2 separate regions of the Danio rerio genome follow, and region 2 is linked to region 1. Evidence: chromatin contacts called from public HiChIP or PLAC-seq data. All regions are on one chromosome and are shown on one strand. Each heading gives the region's core, a stretch centred on a gene start, on an enhancer-like site or on the middle of the called end of the contact. The rest is flanking DNA. Distances are from core to core; before and after follow the strand shown. Region 1 holds the start of otub1a (OTU deubiquitinase, ubiquitin aldehyde binding 1a). Region 2 holds the start of ppp3ca (protein phosphatase 3, catalytic subunit, alpha isozyme).

Region 1 (7,382 bases), core at 189-2,688:
CAATATCTTATTTACACATCTTTATTTCAGTTTTACTTCAAGTCTTTTTATTTATTAAGGTGAAACTAAAATAATATATGTATTAATAATATTTTCATTTTTATCATGTTAAAATGTCTCAATATCATATTTACACGTCTTTATTTCAGTTTTACTTCACGTCATAGTCTTAAAATATATTTAGTTTCATTTATTTAGGTATAACTAAAATAATATACATATTAATGATATTTTCGTTTTCATGTGTTAAAATGTTTTGATTTTTTTATACATTTTTATTTCAGCTTTACTTCAAGCGATAGTCTAATTTACTTTTATTTATTTTGGCATAACTAAAATACGATTATATGTATTAATAATATTTTTATCATGCATTAAATGTCTCAATATAATTTTTAAACATCTTTATTTCAGTTTTACTTTAAGTGATAGTCTTAAAATATGTTTAGTTTTATTGTTTTAGGTATAACTAAAATACTATTACAATATTTTTTATTTTATCATGTGTTAAATATCTTTTTTTTTTTTTTTAACAGTTTTTTGTTCCACTTTTACTTCAAGTCATAGTCTTAAAATACGTTTATTTTTATCCATTTTGGAATAACTAAAATACTATTCTATGTATTATAAATATTTTAATTTTTATCATGTTAAAGTGTCTCGATATCATTTTTACACATTTTTATTTTAGTCTTACTTCAAGTCAAACTAAATGGAAATAACAAATGTTGCCCGGGCATGTTGCCTTCCTGAAGTACATAAATCCTGTTTTATTCTGAAGGTTTTAATAAAATATATTTTTTCGAACTTACACAAATTCCACTGTACCAAAACAAAACCATCAATATTAACGTTACCCTAAGAACATGTCAAATTTCATAACAGAATTGAACACCACATTTACCTCTTGTTGAATTTTATCTTGCTGTGCAATAATGGCTTCATCATATGCGAGACAATTCAGCCCTGTTAAGAGAAAAAAAAAACATTAAGCCGATGATATTGACGAATATATCGATGCATTGACAAAACAGGCAAACAAATAAATATTTAATTTTATCGCTGTTAATACGAGCGTAATTATGTTTCTGCTTTTGTTTCCATGTGCAATTGATTTGTATGTTTATGTGTCACAAGAAAAACACATTTGTTTGTTAAACAGTTATACTGACTAAGCAAAAACAACTGCTTTGAAACATAAACAATGAACCCTCTGCTATTGTTATTAGCAGGATAGCAATGCGCTAACTGCTCGTCTCTTAACTTATGCGCCTCCGCCAACTCAAAATAACACCAGGATGTGCAAGTCGACACGAATCAAAATCAATTCTGGCCAAAACGCAATTAAACCTTATTTAATATTCTCACCATCAGCCTCCTTTTGAGAGATCTCCTGCTGTTGCTCTTCCGCCATGTTCCAGCTGAACAGTCATTTCCGGTCACCTGATTGACAGGCACCGCTTGAGATGAATCGACTTCCGGTCAACAAACTTTACCTGAACGCACGTTTCGAACATTGTTTTTTTCTTGTAAAAGCTACATGTAAGTACATTTCTCGACATTGTTACAAATAATTTAGAATGACCACCAAGTAAACATATAAGGCCCTAGAGAAAAACTCATTTTCTAAGCGTCTTTAAAATAAGGCTTAATATATACAAACAACTAAATTCTGAATATTATTTAATATTGTTTTTTAACATTCAGTTTACACAATGTTCATATATGTGGAGCTTTTAAAAAAGAATTGGTTAGAATAACAAAATAAATGTACATTAATTGTGATTTGGTGTCTACTAGGCATGGGACGATAACTGTTTTCAACATAACTGTTACCACGCTTTGGAAAAGGGTTTTAAAACTGCCCAAACTTTCTGCAAACCGTTCTGAAGGTATGTGTAAGATTTTTATTTACTTTTTTTAGGACAACAGTATCTTCAGGAGAAAAAAAAATCAAAAGAAGCCCTTTTAAATGGTAATAAAATGTGATTTGAAACTATTGAAGACAGCTGACTTAAATGATTGATTTAAATGATTCAGCCTGACATGTTCATTGCTCCAAAATAATTGAAATGTTTCTCGAAATAAAATATATTGTGGTAAAAGGGGGAAAAGGTTTTTGTTTTTAACTACACATTTTAAAAGAATGTTTTAAAGCAGTAATCACAATCAAGTAAAATAGTGATAGGTTCAAGGTTATCATACCGTCAGAATCTTTTACCGGCCCATGCCTAGTGTCTACCAAACACTGATTACTGAACTCTTCTGACATCAAACGATGGTATTGTGCACTGTGTTGCCCAAAAGTGAATATAAAATGCCCAAACGCATCTTATTTGTGTTAACTTCTTAAAGTCAAGTGCTGTTTTGGGCTTTCCGCCTGTCCAAATTTGAAAGCTACCCAAATTCACATGCAGAGGTGTAAATACAAAAGTTTGGTATCATTTTAAAGAAAGCCCCTTCAATTTTTATAAAACACTGTTGTAAGTGAATAGAATAATTGTATATTTTGTCTGTGTTATAATAAACCACATCAAAAAAGAGGCGCTTTTATTTATTTTTTTGTAAACTCAAATTTGAAAGAGTACCTTTTAGGTTCTGTGTGGTCTAAGTTTCTGTAATTAATTTAGGTGGTTCCTGCACGTGTCAGTAATCATAGGAAAAAAAGAAATATGTCTCGATCATAATCTTTGTAAAAGTTATTCTTTTCCAACTGATAAGAGAATAGAACCAGGGTATTGGGCCAGTATGGACCTTTAAAATTTAAAGAATGCAGAAGTAAATGACATCACAGACCCGGTACCAGACCAAACAAGAAATCAAAACAATCACACAATTATTAATATTATTTCATTAAATGTAAAAATGCTTTTGTGAGCACTTCTGATAAAAGGTCCAAAAGTTTTGTTGACTGTTTCTAACATTTAACTTATATTTGTTGCACAAGCCTTGCAAATATACCTTAAATAAATAGCTTTCAAACAGGATTTTCTTAGTTAGAAAAAGTGCATTATATTGTGTTTAGTTCCACTACTGTCAATAGTAAAAGCAAAATGAGAGCCAAAGATAATGTAAGATTTAAATAATGGTTTATTTCAGATGTAACAGCTTCAGGTTGAGAGAATTGACACACCCATTATTCTATGTTATTAAACAGTTGACAACAAGGAGCAAACAGCTCAGCGTAAAGAAGACCGGAGTGTCTGGAGGAATGGAGAGGTAGCTGGGTGCCTCAAAGAAGAGAAGTTGTGCAGGTAAATCTGTGCGATGGTGGTCCCGACATGTTAAAAGCGATAAAACCGGACAAACTGCTTTCAGTCCATGACAGATGGATCACTCAGACTCGACCGAGTCCCTCTTCTTGTAGTTCTCCAGGTTGGACAGAACCCATCCGGCTGGTCCCAGGATGGCCAGAGTGAATATGGCCAGAGCGGCTGTTGTCTCCTGTAGAAACACACAATAAATGTGGGTGTTAGGCTGGTACACATTGTTTTTTCACTGTAATTTCCAGTATAGAAGTCATATAAGATTATTACAACATATGCACTAGTCAAGTTTACAGAATTGAGCTGTAATTTATTTATTAAACATTTATTCTGTAGCTAAGGCTTTTTAATCCCCAAAACTTTAATATATATATATATATATATATATATATATATATATATATATATATATATATATATATATATATATTTTATTTAACCTCCTTCAGACAATCTAATACTATTGTCAAAAAAACATTCGACAAGATGTTTAACTAATACTGTGTTACTTGGTGATTAATAGTCAATAAATATACCAAAACTTTTACCACTTTTAGCAAACCTATTTAATAGCTTTAGTCAAGTTCTGAAATAAGTCATTCTGTGAAATGATGTGGCTTCTTACACAGAATAAAGCGTGCAACATTTTTTTATAATAGCATTCGAAGCAGATGCTGCAGATTCTGAAGCATATGTTGTTGTGGTCAATCCCGTTGAATCAAATGAAAGCAGTTTAATGTTCTGTTTGTCTTGCGCTACAAAGATTTACCATTGAGTGTTATTTCCTTGTTTTTTGGGGGCATATTTGGTTGGTTGGTGTAACTCATGAGGGAGAGCGCACCTTTGGAGTACATTTTCACATCACCATACTTTCCTCACATGATGTGCAAGACATTCGCAGCTTTTGCAAAATTGCAAATATGATTTTATGTTGATATACATCATTCAGTCCTAGTTTTGTCCATTCTTTTACATGGCAATGGCATTTTGAGAACTTAAAACAGGTTTTAAAGAGTGCTTTTAAAAATTATGCCATTATCTTTTCTGTGTAAACATTCAAAAAGGGAATCGTTGAAAACGGTGATGATACTATGTGTGTGTAAAGGCTGGGACACACCAAGCTGACAGTCGGCCGTTGGACTTTGTCAGGCCAGCCAGTTAGTTTGGTGTGTTTCACACATCATCTCTTGACGGGTTAAATGTTGGATCAAGTTGGCATGATTCAACATGTAGAATCTGCTAAAGAGTGTGCCATGGTTGGTTATTATTCAGCAAAATAAGAACATGAACAAAAACAGAGCATAAAGATTCTAGGTGAAATTTCACAACATTTCTCAAATACTTGCAACAATATGGATAATTAGATTATCAGACATATTTGCATAAATGAACCTCTCCATGGTGAAAGACAATTACTGTGGGACAAAAAGTACTAAATGCTCCTTTGTTTTTATGCTTTGCAAAATAGTTGCATTGCAATTCTCTTTTAATGATTCTGGATCAATTCTCACGAGTTCAGAATTGATTCTGTATTCAAATTAGTTTTGTTTTATGTTGATTGGTTGCAACAATTTGGGCCTGTGCTGGCACCTGCTCTAAACAGAAACAAAAGGCTAATCGGCCCACATATGCATGCTGCAGAATTTGCTTTATTTGTACAGATGGATAATTACAGACAGTGCTTCTGATCTGTTTTGTGGCCGCATTCCTTCCGAAAGTGGTGCCATGCTGTGCTACTCGTCCATTATGCCCAATGGATTTATAATCACTAAAGAATGCAAACAGGATACAAGATGTGGACAGGATTAATTGAACAATTTAACTCGATTGAAATTAATGAGCGGTTATTTTATATATATATATATTTTTTTTTATGCCTTCATAGTTCACTGACAAGTTTTGTACAAAGTAAATATGCTCACAAATTACAAGTGAGATATTTCTGAATGAAGGGTGCATTACTTGTTTTTAAAATAATTGAAGGAAACAAAAACTACTATGATTATTTATCCAAAACCAAACAAAAAGTACTCAGGGGTAGCTCAAATATTTTGTCGGTGCTCTTTTTGTAAGGGATTCACCAAAATAACAACCGAAATCAGTCCGAGGCACTGGAAAAATGTGGAATATTTAAAAAGCCTTTGTTCACATCGCTAAACCTTAAAAAACCTACATGTTTCGGCAAGGAACTGCCTTCATCAGGGAAACTGTCATACTATGATTATTTATTGAACATCAACGTTGATGAAATCAAAATACATTGCCCAACAATTACTTTTTTCTTATAAAATGGAAAATATGCCATCTCAACACATTTCTGGCGCAGCTATCAATCATCTTCAATCTAGTGCAAAGTAAGGCTTAAGAATGGGTCCATCGTCCTACTTGACCAGAGATCAGTTGTGGCTGCAAAGTGGCCAAAGCAGTATAAATCAGCCTTAAAGGCTTTACTTACAGGCTGGTTCATTCTTCTGCGTCGAGTGATGCCTTACATATAGCCATGCATTTACACTTGAGCATGCTGTTTGTGCTGCTCTGCAATAACTCCATCGATGTACTGGCTGGCAGCGTATTTTTATGTTACTGTATCCAGTTTCTGTGTGTTTTCCACTGTGATTGTGCGAGGGCTGTACTGGACCATACACATGCGTTTGATGCAGAAGTATAACGGATGGCTTAATAGATCGGGGTCATGTGACTCCACACACGGTAGGAAAAGTAATTTAAAATGAGATTGATTATAGGTTCTCAATGTCGATTTCGATTACATTTTGATTACTTTTCGATTAATCGGCCAGCCCTAGCTCAGTGTTCTTTAACATTTTCTTAATGTTATAAACGAGTTAAAAAATTGTTATGCTATTTTTCCCTTGCAAAATAAATATTTTTTTTTTTATGGAATGTTTTTTGTTATTGTTTTTTTTTTTTAGTAGTTGGCTTAATTACATTCAGAGCTTATTAATCCTGAATAATTCTTAAAATGATATTTAAGATGACAGTACTGTAATAAAGAGATTCCAATTGTTAAACAAAAGTATACGTAGAAACTCTACTTCTGATTAAAATGTAAAGTTGTAAAGATATTATGCACAGCAGAAGAAATTGGAAAAAGATAAGTTAGGAATCACTTTTGGAATCGGATCGTGACCCACAGAATAAGATTAGATCTTGAAGTCCCCTTAAGATTTCTACCCCTAGTAATTATTAGATATACATGTTAATACTAGTACTTACAGCTGCAAGTATGTACAATACAGATGTTACTTATAAGATAATAAGTGTTTAATACTAATAAGTGTTTCACATGCACGGTCATTACAATAACTGGGTAATGACTAGGAACTAAACTTGCTACCTAACCTTATGTAGTTACCATATACAACAAAATACTTTTTTCTTTTTTTTTAATGAACACTGTAAATACTCATTAAGTACAAACTGTAAAATATAGTGCAACCATTTAGTTTTTTTTTTTACTAGTATTACTTATAGTATTTATAAATAACAGTTTGTAATTCTATAAATATATATATATATATATATATATATATATATATATATATATATATATATATATATATATATATATATATATATATATTTATTTATTTATTCTTAGTATCTATTATATATGTATGACAATAAAATAAATCAGTTTATCAAATACTATTGTCTTTTAGGTATTCGTAACTACAGATTACTAATATCTAATAATGAGTATTAACTACTGAAGAATAAGTAATAACGTTATTATTTAATAATGAATAAGTAAAACTGCTAAATGGAAAATATTTCTTTCGTATCTAAAAATTAGAACTTGTAACATGAAAAACAAAGCTAGTATATTTAATCAAATTTATGTAGTTTACAACCTATTTAGCATAGAGTGCCGTGATCCATCGTATCAAAACCACGACCTTGTGAATAACCGCTAAAGATTTCAGCGGGTGAGGTTTTCAGTAGAGTCTTACACCCAAAACATCGTTAATACAACAGTGCAAAAATATACCGTTACATATTCTCTTTTAACATCTAAACACAAAGTCAACCGATTTGGTTTGCGCGTTTGGCTATGTTGCAATCACAGTGAGTTTAAAAATGAAGGCTATGCAGATT
Region 2 (6,328 bases), core at 2,984-5,483, 470 kb before region 1:
ATAAACCAGTGGCATGCACTTAAAAAAAGATCAGATTTTTATATTAATTTTAGAAGAGATGTCATCAGTAACTTACAGACTCCAATTCTTTGTTTGTCTCTTGTATTTGGAGCTGCACACACTGCTAAATACGAACACTTAGCCGGCCTCATCACTGGGATTTAGATGTGCTTATTTATTGATGCATTTTGTTGATGATAAAAGCCTTCAATTATACATAAGGGCGAGAGGAGACGAATGGCATTATGGCTAATACTGGCAGATCTGAACTAGCTCTATGTGCGGGGGAGACGGGCCACTACTATGACTCATTACATGACTAATGCAACCTTAACTTTTCCAGAGGTCAGATGACTTATATCAAAGCCTGAGTTATAATGGCCCTTGTCATAAGATTCCACATTCAAAGGAGATGCAAATCAAATGTTCTGCCAAAAAACTGTCCATGTCAACAAATCAAGACTGCAGAACACGTGGGGTGATCTTCAGGTTGATATGTGCAATTATGCACAAAAATCTGCTTGACGTTTCTTTCTTTAAATAAAATTTGCACAGTTATTGGTGACAGAATTATCATTTTTGTTTGTCTTTGACACATGAAGCATTTCAGAAGCCAAATTTTTTTTAAAACAACGCAGTAGAAAGCATTCAAATGTGGCCACATTAGCATGCAAATGAAGATATCCTGGAAATTGTTTCAAAACTTCACAAGCCAATATTTTTTTGCAATTCAAATTAATTTCAGCTAAGCTGAAGTGTTAGCTTGCGTTTAAAAAAACACTAGAAGCAGATCAGCATTGGGTTATTACTGTTTTGAGAGGAATATCTCCAGAGTTTGCAATAGCACACTTATTTACAAGAATATAGGATTTGTGAAAATAAAAACGGCAAGAGGATGTAGTACAGGGTACATTCTTTTAAAATGTATTCCTGGACACATTTTTCCAAGGAGCCTGTGTTAGTAAAAAAATGAAGAGACAATTTTCTATGGATTTTCTGTTCTTAATAGGTGAGGTGCAGATTTTTTTTTAAAAAATTGTATTATTCTATAAAGATCTGATATCATTTCCTCCAAACTTCAAATTTCATTTGCACTAAATTAGCTCTAAGATCTCATCACGGTTATTACACCAAATATTCCTTTCTTAATTTAAGTCTTTATTTGGCGGTGGCGAAGAGAGCTTAATGTGTTGGAACTTAAAAAAAACATGTGCAGTTACAAAAAAACACCAGCAAATTGAGAATTTTTTTTTTATCAGTTTAACAGCACATGTGCCGCAAATCCTCACTATGCATACACAAAAAAAAAACGTGCTGCATTTTCACACAACACAAGCATTAATATAACAAGCTGCACTTTGCTCACAATGCTAACAATTTACAAAAACACGCTGCATTTTCTCACAACACTTGCAAAAAGAACAGAACACAACTTGAAATGTGACGGACGCCAGTGTGCCGTGACTATTGCTCAGTGAAGTTGTTGGTAATCTTTGAAAGGTGAGTTTTTTGTTTATTTTATGTATTTTGTATTTTATTAGCTTAAATAACCATGGCTGCGTCCGAAACCGCATACTTCCATGCTGTATAGTACGCTAAAATCAGTATGCGAGCCGAGTAGTATGTAAGAATTCATAGAATTCGAAAATCAGTATGCGAGAAGTACCTGGATGACTTACTACTTCTGGCGAGATTTTGGAGTGCGCATCCCATGCATGCTGCGCTATCCTATATTGCCCCACGAGAGAATTCATGAATGGAAGTAAAGTGACGCAACTGACGCAGGTAGGTCACGTGACCATGACTAAATGGCGAATGTAGTACGTCCGAAATCCATACTTTTCCCATTCATAGTTTATAGAATGTACTTTTCTAACGACCGAGCAGTACGTTTAAATTAAAATGCAGTACCTACTGAGTAGTCGACAGTTTCGGACACAGCCCATAACCTAAGTAGCAGCGTCCGTCACATTTTTGAGTCCCCTTGAAACATTTCCATTATGTCTTTTTCCGTATATCTTTTTGCAAGTGTTGTAAGAAAATGCAGCATTTTTGTCAATTGTTGTTGTATTATGAGAAAATGCAACGATTTTATTAATTTTTTTGTGTTATGAGAAAAGGCAAGTTTTTTACAAATGTGACGATGTAAGGATTTGCAGCACATGTGCTGTCAAACTGAGGAAGATCTTTTTTCAGTTTGCTGGCATTTTTTGTAACTGCACGTGTTTTCAGAAATTGCATCATGTTAAGCTCTCTCAGCCACCGTAGTATTGTGTTGTCTAAATATGAATATAAACTAAAATCATGTCTCCTTACTGTTATTATATGCAAAATAAATAATAACCAAAAAAATATGCAAAATAACAAAATAAAATAAAAATCAAAGTTAATATTTTTAGCTCTTTTTAACCGTTTCTCTTTTGGCCACCGATCATGTGGTTATTTTCTGATGATGTATTTTGAGAGTAACTACTGAGGAACACCCTATTTCAAAATGTCTTGTTGTCTTATTAATATTTGAGTCATTGGAGCCAACAGACAAACATATAAGACATGACAGGAAAAATGAGATTTCATAAAATTGCAAATGCGAAACGCATGATGTTAACAAAGCATTGTCTAAACATTGCTTTTAGACTTTTTGCTGACACCTATTGGCCTGGACGCATGGACTCCAAAAACCTATAAAGCCATAGTAGGGTTCACAATTTTTAGTGATCAGCACATTGTAAATTTACAGTGCACTTTATATATTGTTTTCCTTTTTATGTAGTGATTAGTTTTTTTACAAGGTGGCAGCTGTAATTGGTGTCGTCGATTCATAATCACCAAAAAACTTCCTAAAAAGAACACAATAAAATATGTGCAAACTACAGCAACAGCTGTGGATGCCTACCAAGATAAGGGATTGTGCAAAGAGAATACAAAGTACATTCGTACAAATTTATCATCAAGAATAAAGACATTTGTATGGGATATAATATATCGAGAGATTATGCATGAACCTCTGTAGCCTGGGAGAAATAATACAAATTGTTGAAATGCATACACATTAAAATGCCTGTGTATGTGTGTGAGTCAGATAAAGTATTTTGAAAGGTTGTGTGACCAATTGTATTAATAAACAAATAAAAATGATTAAAAAAAAATGTTGGCTTCACTGACCAGCAGTTTGGGCTTAAATGAGTAGTTTTGTCCGTCTTCTTTTTATTATTAAATTATGGTGCAAGTCATGTTTTGAGATTACTTTTACTTTCAAACTAATAACAAAAACGATCACGTGATCCAAACATGGTGGCCACCCTCTGGGTTGAATAAAATTGTATTTTCTGTAGTAAGACTACTTACGTGCATAGTTTACGTTTAGACATTAATACTGCTAAAGCAAAAAAATGACCGAACGTACCTTTAATTAAAATGACGTATAGTTTCTATACAGCACCATGACGCTAATATTCTGTCTCAATGATCTCCGCTTTCATGAACACTCGCGAATATTAATGTGCGCTACGTGACCAGCAAATGCGAGAAAATCAATCAGACGCAACGGGGGCGTGACAGTTCCCAGCTCGAATGATTTACCTTCAGACTCAGAGGCTTCCCTGGAGAAAGCAAACAGCTCAGATACGCGCCGAAAACCCCTATTGCTTCCATTGTCTATGAAGAAAATACAGGAAGGGCTGCGTGATGCCACCTAAAATCCTGCTGCATCACCGCCTCCACTGGATCTGCCTTATTTAACGCGTCTCCCCCGACCTACCTGCCTGTGACTCGATTAACACCAATCCAAAGCAAAGACAAAATCATAAACACTTCAATCCAGAACGTAAACCGATCACATTAACAAACGCGCCCGATGCGTCTTAATTAGCATTAGTAGCCCTATATAAGTACGGCGCGACATCGCAAAAGAAAAAACCCAGGTAAGAAGCAAATAGGTAGGGAAATATGCGCCATTCACTTACATTTCACTACCCGATCGGTGGAGTTCAAGACCATGTCGGCGTTAGACATCTTCATGGGCAGTGAATGTCTCCAGGCGAATGTGTTTCTCCCTCCTCGCAGAAGAAGCGCTTTATTCTCGGCGTGTGTTCGCGGTGACGAGATGCGGTTGGTGCAGTGGCATCACTCGGATGCGTCTCCTCCGTGTCTCACCGCCGGATGATGATGATGGTGCTGATGCTGCTGCTGCTGTTGCCTGGAGAGGTTGGAGGAGGACGATGCTTCTTCTGCTGCTGAGACTGAGACTGTCGTGAGTGGGAGGATGGTGCTGCTGATGGGGTGGAGGCGGTGGAGGGAGAAAGAGAGAGAGAGAGAGAGAGAGAGAGAGAGAGATCGGGAGATCCTTTCAGCGCGTTGCACCACCCCGACATGGCGAAGCAGGGAACTCCCACGCACCCGCGAGAAGAGGCTGCGTGATGCTGCCATCAGGTGGAGATGAAGGGCTTTCCCGAGGACGCAGACGATGGATGATCGATTTGAAATGCCACTCAGGTCTGGGCGAGTGTACGTGGCGGTGTCCCGCGTGTGGCATCGGCCCAAAACTGTTATTTGAGAGATTTTTTTATTTATTTATAGACAAATAAGCAGAGTTGCTGTGCTCATTTAAACGGAAATTGTGGATAATGACCACAATTATGGTTAATGGTGCTTCAGTAAGCTACAAAACTTGGAATTAGACAAAACTGTCATTTAAAAGGCATTAAGCAAATTTACTGACTGCTTTTTTACATTTGGTTTATAATGGCTGTTGGAGTAAATGTGTCGTTTTATTATGCATTTAAATAAAAGTTTAAAGTACAATATTACTTTGACAACAATCTCTAATGTAAAATATGCCAAAAATATTACATTAAATGTGACATGACAGAATGATAAAAAAAACTTTGAAATTTTTTTTGTATTAGCCTTGCAGTGCATATTTTGTTGATAAAAAGATACTGTATAAAATAGCTTCAATTATACACTCAATGTTTTATTGTTTACTTATTACAAAACTTACAAAAAAATTATATAACATAAGGCAAAATTATATTTTTTAAAAACAGTTTATGGGATTTCAGTTTATCTGTAAATAAAAGTTAGTGGGACAAAAATTACCAGGACAGATGACTCTAGCATCGTTTATTGTAGGTAATTTAAAAAGCTGATAATTTGCCAAAAAAGGGAACGTAAACTGACAGAAAAATTAGGACTGAAGTAATATTCAGTGAGCCCATATGAAGTAAATAATAGAAACATTACAGTGGCAGTCATTTCTACGCCGTTTGTGCAGATTATTCAATCATTCATTAAATTTCCTTCAGCTTAGTCCCTGCTTGTCTGGGGTTGCCACAGCGGAATGAACTGCCAACTGTTCAAGCATATGTTTTACGCAGCAGATGTCCTTCCAGCTGCAACCCAGTTCTGGGAAATACACACACTCCTGCATCACTAATTGTGTTCACCCAATTCACCTATAGTGCATGTCTTTGACGCCCAGAGGAAACATGCACACACGCAAACTCCACACAGAAATGCCAACTGACCCAGCCGGGACTTGAACCAGAGACCATCTTGCTTTGAGGCGACAGTGCTAACCACTGAGCCACCTGGTCACCCCTGATTAGTAAATGAAATTAATAAAAAGGTTAATTTACCAAAGACAACATTACAGAATGCAAAGTGAAAAAATATACATAATGAAGAAATTATTCTAAAACATGCTGTATTATCTATAAAAGTTGCTGCTTTAAATAAAAATAGTTGTAGAAGTAATTTCTATACCAACTGCCTTTTATTATTTATTTGAAAAAATCTGATAATTTACAAAAAATAAATAAAGAAATGACAACATAAGGCAAATTACAGAATGAGTATTCAGAACTTATCGTATTGTAAATATGGCATTTCAGTATTAAATCTTTAATATACATATATATATATATATATATATATATATATATATATATATATATATATATATATATATATATATATATATATATTCTAAATTACAGTGACAGTTTTTTTCAATTTCATTAAAACATTTTATATTTGCAAAAAATGCAAATATAACATTACAGAAGACAATATGACTAAGTGATTTTTTGTACAAATAATGTTGTGAAATTGTAAAAAATAATTATATCTTTCAAAAATAATATGCTAATACAAAAAATACTGTAACCGTCATTTCTGCACAAATCATTTATATCAAGTCATGAAAAATGGTGACACATGAACTAAGACAAAGGGACAATATTTTTCAGAAATGATTGTAGCAAATGTGTTTTTTAATGTAGCAGTCAAAGAGAGGAGTTGAATTGGAGAGCTAGTGGAACATAGA

The links. HiChIP or PLAC-seq counts read pairs in DNA pulled down with a chosen protein or histone mark.
Region 2: an H3K4me3 HiChIP or PLAC-seq map of embryo shows a contact between it and region 1, with 4 times the contacts expected there. The contact joins the promoter of ppp3ca here to the promoter of otub1a in region 1. A contact is called at or near these places in 1 of 18 Hi-C or Micro-C datasets (an unstated tissue) and 1 of 4 datasets of contacts at active chromatin or transcription factors (embryo).

Annotation. Positions count from the first base shown.
Region 1 is chr21:31,568,420-31,575,801 of GRCz12tu, reverse strand. otub1a (OTU deubiquitinase, ubiquitin aldehyde binding 1a) reads right to left here and starts at 1,438. Exons shown (of 7, transcript NM_001002411.2): 1 at 1,369-1,438; 2 at 905-966. The coding sequence starts at 1,414. It overlaps cox8a (cytochrome c oxidase subunit 8A), which reads right to left. Exons shown (of 2, transcript NM_001303053.1): 2 at 3,073-3,444. The coding sequence ends at 3,334.
Region 2 is chr21:32,038,722-32,045,049 of GRCz12tu, reverse strand. ppp3ca (protein phosphatase 3, catalytic subunit, alpha isozyme) reads right to left here and starts at 4,233. Exons shown (of 15, transcript NM_001198550.1): 1 at 3,966-4,233. The coding sequence starts at 4,020.